Regions from separate parts of the Sus scrofa genome. Here region 2 is linked to region 1. The links are chromatin contacts, called in public Hi-C maps. All regions are on one chromosome and are shown on one strand. Each heading gives the region's core, a stretch centred on a gene start, on an enhancer-like site or on the middle of the called end of the contact. The rest is flanking DNA. Distances are from core to core; before and after follow the strand shown. Region 1 overlaps RBPJ (recombining binding protein suppressor of hairless). Region 2 overlaps RBPJ (recombining binding protein suppressor of hairless).

The links. A called contact is a pair of places that touch in the nucleus more often than the background predicts.
Region 2: a Hi-C map of embryonic fibroblasts shows a contact between it and region 1, with 2.4 times the contacts expected there. The contact joins two enhancer-like sites. A contact is called at or near these places in 3 of 47 Hi-C or Micro-C datasets (embryonic fibroblasts, fibroblasts and retroperitoneal adipose tissue) and 1 of 2 datasets of contacts at active chromatin or transcription factors (alveolar macrophages).

Annotation. Positions count from the first base shown.
Region 1 is chr8:19,961,519-19,965,043 of Sscrofa11.1, forward strand. All of the region lies in intron 1 of RBPJ (recombining binding protein suppressor of hairless), which reads left to right. Among named protein-coding and RNA genes, the nearest start is that of RBPJ, 30 kb to the left of the region's middle. Within about 2 kb of position 2,218, at least 17 of the 83 cell types and tissues checked have an H3K27ac peak or open chromatin away from gene starts, as enhancers often do. A contact at or near this core is called in embryonic fibroblasts, where this site is marked.
Region 2 is chr8:20,140,939-20,144,404 of Sscrofa11.1, forward strand. The region is part of intron 3 of RBPJ (recombining binding protein suppressor of hairless); the gene reads left to right. Among named protein-coding and RNA genes, the nearest start is that of CCKAR, 58 kb to the right of the region's middle. Within about 2 kb of position 1,968, at least 4 of the 83 cell types and tissues checked have an H3K27ac peak or open chromatin away from gene starts, as enhancers often do. A contact at or near this core is called in embryonic fibroblasts, where this site is marked.

The DNA.
Region 1 (3,525 bases), core at 968-3,467:
CACGGGGCCCTTTATCTTTTAAATTCCCATTCATGGGGACTTCTTTGGTTAGAACTAATCGTTTGGAAGAGAAAGAGGACCCCAAGGGAAGAATGATATAGAAATATTTGATGAATGTTCTTACCTTAACATCTCCTAACAGTAGCAATCTCTCCCTCTTTCTTTTTTTCTAACAACTGGTAACCCTCCTTTCAAAAACCCAGTTTGACCCAGTTGTTTTGTTATACTGCAGTGTAGCTGTGTCAAATAAGTGGACTTGAACCAACGTGGGTATGGGCAAGGTTGTGGTGAAACCATGGTTTGGAGGTGCTGGAATGTACTAGCAGTTGGGGGAAAAGCATGATATGGGGGCTAAGAATCAGGAGAAGCTCTCCCGACTCTACTGCTCATTGGCCATTGCATATATAAGTGGTTGGCCACCTTGGACCTCCTTTCCATCAACTGTGAAGTGGAGATGAGGATGCAGGCTGGACCCCCTTTTCCTCCTGCCTCGGCCTGGTCTGGGCGTGCTCCATCACCCAGAATGGCTGAGGAAGAATCACCCTATGCCCGGAAATTCGACTCATTTCATGAGCTGAATGCAATCAAAAGGCTGAGAAGCCAGCTCAAGATGAGTCATTTGGCTCAAGAGATGGTTGTCAGTGGTCCTAGCAACACACACCACCGCCAATAGCCGGTTCAATTGATCTCCTCGGTGATGCTCAAACCACAGATTTCCTGGGCCTGCGGCCTCCCAGGAAATGGAAGCCAAACAGCAGATGATTCATATTTCCTCTAAGAGAGAAGCTACCTGCTGCAGAAACTGCCACCAACTTTTTGAGGCCCTGGCCTGAGCTGCTCCTGAGACTTCCTCAGCTCATGGCCATGAGCTTCCCTGGGCCTGGAGACTGCCTGGCTTCTAATTGGCTTCTCTCCAAAGAGAGAGAGAAAGAGAGAAAGAGGAAAGGAGAGGAGAGGGGAGCTGGGTTAATATTTAGTAAGTGCCCATCATGAGCCGGATCTGACTCCATCAACCACCTTACCTATATTGTCTCATGTAACTGCACCCACACCTATGTGCTACCTGCTATACTGTACATTTCCCTATTCATTGTCTGTTTCCATCACTAAATGATGAGCTCCAGGAAGGCAAGGACTTTATCTGGTTCATTGCTATATCTCCAGATTCTAGAATTGGGACATAGTAACATATAATAATTATAGGTAACACGCCAGGTACCGTTCTCAAGTAAATAATAACAAAAATTAATTACATTTATTTCATGCCAGACACTGTTCTATTTTCACTAACTCGGTTATTTCTTACAATAATCCTATAATGGAAAAATGGCTCTCTCCACTTTCCAGATCATGAAATTGAGGCTGAGGGAAAAAATAAAATGGCTTGCCTGTTTTCCTACAGCAAAAGAGCTGGGGAACCAGGATTCAGGATTTGGGGCACCAGTTGCTGATTTAACCATGATGCTATTCTGTCTCTCTCCTGATGGATGTTCAAAAGACATTTGTTAAAAAATGATCATACCCATTTTATAGATACAGAAACTCAGCTTCTTACCAAAGTCCAAGCTAAGGTTCAAACTGAGAACTATCTGATCACAAACTACCATTAGCCTATAAAATTCTTTTTTAAAAAAATTACGGTGAGGAGTTCCTGTCATGGCTCAGTGGTTAGTGAACCCAACTAGTATCCATGAGGACTCAGGTTCAATCCCTGGCCTTGCTCAGTGGGTTAAGTATTTGGTGTTGCCGTGAGCTGTGGTGTAGGTCGCAGATCAGGCTCTGATCTGGTGTTGCTGTGGCCAGCAGCTATAGCTCTGATTTGACCCCTAGCCTGGGAACCTCCACATGCCTCAGGTATGGCCCTAAAAAGACAAAAGACAAAAATAAATAAATTAATTAATTAATTAGTTAATTTAAAAATTATGGCGAAATAGACATAGAATGAAATGGTACTGTTTTATTGCATGGTAACCATTTTAATGGTACTGTAGCATTAAATATATTCACAGTATAGTGTGAATAGACTTAATCAGCACCACCCATCTCCAGAACTTTCGCATCTTTCCAACTGACACTCTACACCCATTCAACACTAACTCCTCTTTCCTATAAAATTCTGAAGAAGGCGGAACGTGCCAAGGTTACATGCCAGAGTGAGAAGTCAGCGATGTGGCATGATTCAAAGAATTCCTACTCTTGAAATTGGCTCTTGTATTAGCGGTTATAGATTCAGACATTCTACCATGAGGGAGTCACTCATTCTTGCGGTTTTTCAAGATCTTGAGGCCTTTGAGAGCCCAAAGAGGGATTAGGACATCAAGCTGCTATCAACAGAAATAGGTGGAGGGATCCAGAGAGGCTCAAAGGGAAGATGAAATGAAAAGGCTGGCACCGAGAAGCTTCCTTCTCTCCTAGCTTGTCCGGGCCAAGAGCTGTGTTCTTTCATTCACTCTTCAGTTATGGAGGCGTGCCCACCATGTTCCAGGTGCTGCTGAAGCCCCGGGGACACACTCGTGAGCATTACCATAGGGGCCACATTAGAGTAAGCAGTGGGAGCCTCCACGCTGTGGCAAAAGAAGTGTTTGACCTCTGGGAGCACACAGGAGAGGCTCACAGGCTTCCTAGGAGGTGCGACATCTAAGCAGAGGCCTAAAGTTTGAGTAGGGCTTAGCTGGATAGAGGGGGCTGGGGAAAAGTGGGGAGAGGGCAGGGAGAGTGTTCCAGGGAAAGGGGAACTGAGTGTGTAAGACCGGAACGCAAGATGCCTAAATGAGGAACTGCTAGTGATAAAGGAGGTGGGGTGAGGCATGACATGCAAAGAGCAGAGAGAGAGAGAGAGAGAGAGAGAGAGAGAGGAGGCTCGGTGATGGGCGGGGACGGGATCAGCCGGGCCTGGTAAACCCTAGGAAGGAATATGGACTTTGTCCTGACACCAACTTGGAGCCGCAGGAGGATTTTAAGCTGGAAGGAGGCCTAATCAGATCTGTGTATCAGAAAATGTGGAAGCCAGAAAGGAAGAGGGACCCAGGAGGAGGTGACTGTGTAAACCAGACAGAGATGAGTGTTCTCTGAACCAGGAGAGTGGCCATGGCGGAGATGCAGGTGGTGGATGGGTTCAAGAGTGCCTGTGGGAGCAGAATTATCAGGACTCTGTGTTTGCAGGGTGATGGGGGAGAGAGAGGTGTCACAAATGATGCCTGAGTTTCTGGGTTGGATAACTGAGTGGCTGGTGGTTACACTCAGCTATTCACTGAGATGAAGGGACTGGTTTGGGTGGGATGTTCATCAGTTCCGTTTTGGACAAGTTTGATCGAGGGTCTTGTGAAACACTCAGGGAAGATGTCCAGGAGCACAGGGAAAGAACCAAGGGGTCCTGCTGGCATGACTCTCCCTCTTCTGTACGCCAGGCCTAGACCGGGTGAGGAAAGGATGACAAAAGGACAGGTCAACTGCTGGCTAACAGGTGCCCACTGACAGGTCAGAATGGAACACAGTGTTGCTGTGCGACAATTCATCAAGGTCAGT
Region 2 (3,466 bases), core at 718-3,217, 180 kb after region 1:
CTTAAGAGTTTGTGAGATAAAGAAAATCTTAGCATATGCATAAGAGAAGGGAAATGTAGTATATAATTAATTTACGTGCTACAAGCATTTTAAGTAGTCTTTTTCTCGAAGTCCTCTAAATCTGAACTGAAAAGAAGGTGAAACTATTTAGTTGATAATTTTATCCTCCAAGAGAATGAATATGTGAAAACAGTATTTCAGAATCATACTGTCCAGTGTTCTTTTTTAGTTATTCCAGTGTACTAAATTTCTGATTATTCTGTTTTACTTCACTAATGAAACTTAATCATCTGATTTAGAGTTAAATGTAGGAAGAAGTTGGTGCCTACAGTTTGGGACATAGAAACCAAATCCAGATAGTAGCCACTTTTTGCATGAAATTAATACTGGAAATTCAGGTCCTGCTTCTAATGATGAAAACTTATGTATCTAAGAGATTGTCTTCTGTCCATTTAAACAAAACAAGTCAATACCCTGATTGCTTGAGATGGGTCTAAAAGGCCAGCCTTGTACCTCATAGTGAATCTGAAGAAGGAACCATTTCCCTAGTCATGAGCTTGACATTGTTCTGGAAATGCCTTACAAATATCTTTAAATTTTAATCCTCAGAATAATATTATGGAGTAGACATGTTTTAATTCTCATTTTGTGAATAAGAAGACTAAAGATAAGAGATTAACATGCCCAGGTTCACTTTAGTTAGGAGTGATGGAGCCAGGACTGGAACTCCTGGGTCCGTAATTCTAAATTTCATATTTTTTTTCATTTCCCTTATTTTTATTACCTTCCATTTTGCATTTGAGTGTTAATTATCTAAAGCAAGGTTTGGGCATGGAGAAGTTACCTAAGAACCTAAATATGCCTAAAGAACCCAAACTTTATAAACTTAACTTTGCCTGAGATTCTCTCTTTTACCATTAACTAAGTGAGATTGGGCTGGATCTAATGGAAATACGCATAAACATATGTTCACTATATAGCTGCCAACCTGGGCAGTGTTGCTGTTTTTTTCCCCCGGATTTTTGAAGATAGGTTTTAGTACAATTAGATTGATTTATTGCCTCATTTATTCTGCATTTCTGATAATGTTAGAGCCCAGGTACTATGCAAAAGGCTCTTCGTTGGGAATCTTAAAAACCACTATATCATTTAATACTATGATGGATAACTGAGGCCCGGTGGAAATAATAGAAGGGGAAGAGCTATTCAAAAAAGTATAGTCCAGATAAGGTTCCTCTTTGTTAGTAAGCGTTAAAATACAAAGCTGTAGTGGCTTATCAAGTTAAAATAGGTGATTTAATGGTTATCTTTTATTATGATGGCCTTTGTTTTTTTATATTTTAGAATTTTTATTGGGATAAGTAGTTGACTTACAAAGTTGTGGTAAGTTCAGGTATACAGCAAAGTAAATCCGTTATACGTATGCATATATCCATTCCTCTTTAGATTCTTTTCCCATGTAGGTTACCACACAGTACTGCGTAAATTCTCCTGTGTTATACAGTAGGTCCTCATTCCTGTCTGTTCTCTATATAGTCATGTGTATATGTCAATCCCAGCCCCATAATTTACCCATCTCCTACTTTCTCCTTTTGTATGATTGCCTTTATTTTCAGCTTCTTTCTATTATTTGGGTATAGCCTGGTCAGTCTAAAACCCCAAAGGAAAGCTCAAAGAATCTAAGCTTCTGACTCCAAAAAATGGGGAAAAAAAAAAAAAAAGAAAAAGCCAGAATAACCTCTTTCATATGTATTAAAATTTCTAGAAGAAACATGCACTAGTTTTACAATAAACGTAGAAACCTATTAAAATTACTCTAGTTTTTAATAGTGTTAGTAAGGGTCTGCTAACAGAGTCCAGCCTCCTGGATGACTAGTAAGGCTTCCTGCCGGAAGAGGTCTTGTCCTGTAGCCCCTAGCGGAGTGCAGTGGAAAGAGGAAGCTCTGCTTTCGTCCTTGCTGATCATATTCAGGCCTTTTTGAAAAACTGCTAAGGCGTTAGGCATGAGGTAACCTGGGGACATGACCACAACAGTCCTCTTGGCTTACAAAGTAACTCCAATGAATGATGCTAGAAATATTTGGTCAGGAAGTTTTATCCTAAAATTTAAAATTGTTCTCAGTATTCACTTTTGTGCTTGATAATGAGTATTTATTTGCGTAACTCATCTGGTATCCCATTTATGTTCATGGTTAGTTTTATTTTTTCATTGAAGAAGGTCTTTCCAGATTGAAAAATAAACTTAAAAAAATTATTTTGTCTAGAAGAAAATTTCCATTAAAGATATGGAAACGCCATTTGACATATTAACATTCCTTCAACTTTGTGTCAGGGCAAGTATGAATAATCAGCAAAGGGTAATGATTCTGCCAAGAAAGTTAGATAATGCAAATGATGTTTTTGGATTTTTGTCTAACCTTATATATTGGGCTGAATAAAAAAGCTTCTTTGAGTCTGTAAGGTATTTTCCAGACTTCATCTCAAAATTTGAGGGAAAAAGTTGTTGAATCACCGAAAATAAAGAGTGATTGTTTGAACTAGGAAATTATTAAAATCATAAATGTGTGCATAACGCCACCAAGTGGCCGATAAAAAGCATTGCTTGTCACAGTTTATTAGATGGAGCTACTGGGAAAGATTAGAAAATAAAGGCATATTGTTTCCTAAAATATCCTTTTTTAGAAACTGTTAAACTCTGAAAGTTGACCTCTTGATGGTCAGACTTTTCACTGAGTGTTTGGTACATATTGACCAACTGTCCAAATTAAAAAAGAAAATTGATTCACATGCTATTGTAAGGGTGTATTTTGTTTTACTTTTGGTTAATTGACATTTTTTTCTTTTTCCCTTTAACTTCCTTTTTTCCCCCCTCTTTTCTCTCGCTCTCACTCTCGCTCTCTTTTTTTTTTTTTTGGTCATACCCATCACATACAGAAGTTCCCCTGCCAGGGATTGAATCTGTACCACAGCAGTGGCCTGAGCCACAGCAATGAGAATGCCAGATTCTTAACCCACTGAGCTACCAGGGAACTCCCTCCTTTCTTTTGTCTTTTTTCTTGTTTGTAGTTTTTTTGTATTGAATCTTAACTTTGGTTTGATTATTAAATTATTTCTGAAGCCTATGGAAATGAAGAGTTGATTCATTAGCTAGTTTTTAGGGGGTGGCCATATAGGGGTGTTTAAAATATGATTTCATCATTGCACGGTAGAAATTATCTTAATGTTTATATTGGATTTGCTGTTTTCTTGAATCACAACTTTCTCAAATAGTCAAAAGTTGATATAAAAGTAAGACTAGTTCAGAGGCAGTTGAAGAATCTTCATTTTTCTTAAGTTTATTATATGATTGGAAAGCATTTTCAATTATAGAACCTCGGTCAGTGTCTAGAGTGGCGAAGAATTTCTTGTCGACCTGATTTTATGTCCTATTGGTTTCATGCTGTTTTATCACAGTACTCCTGAGAAG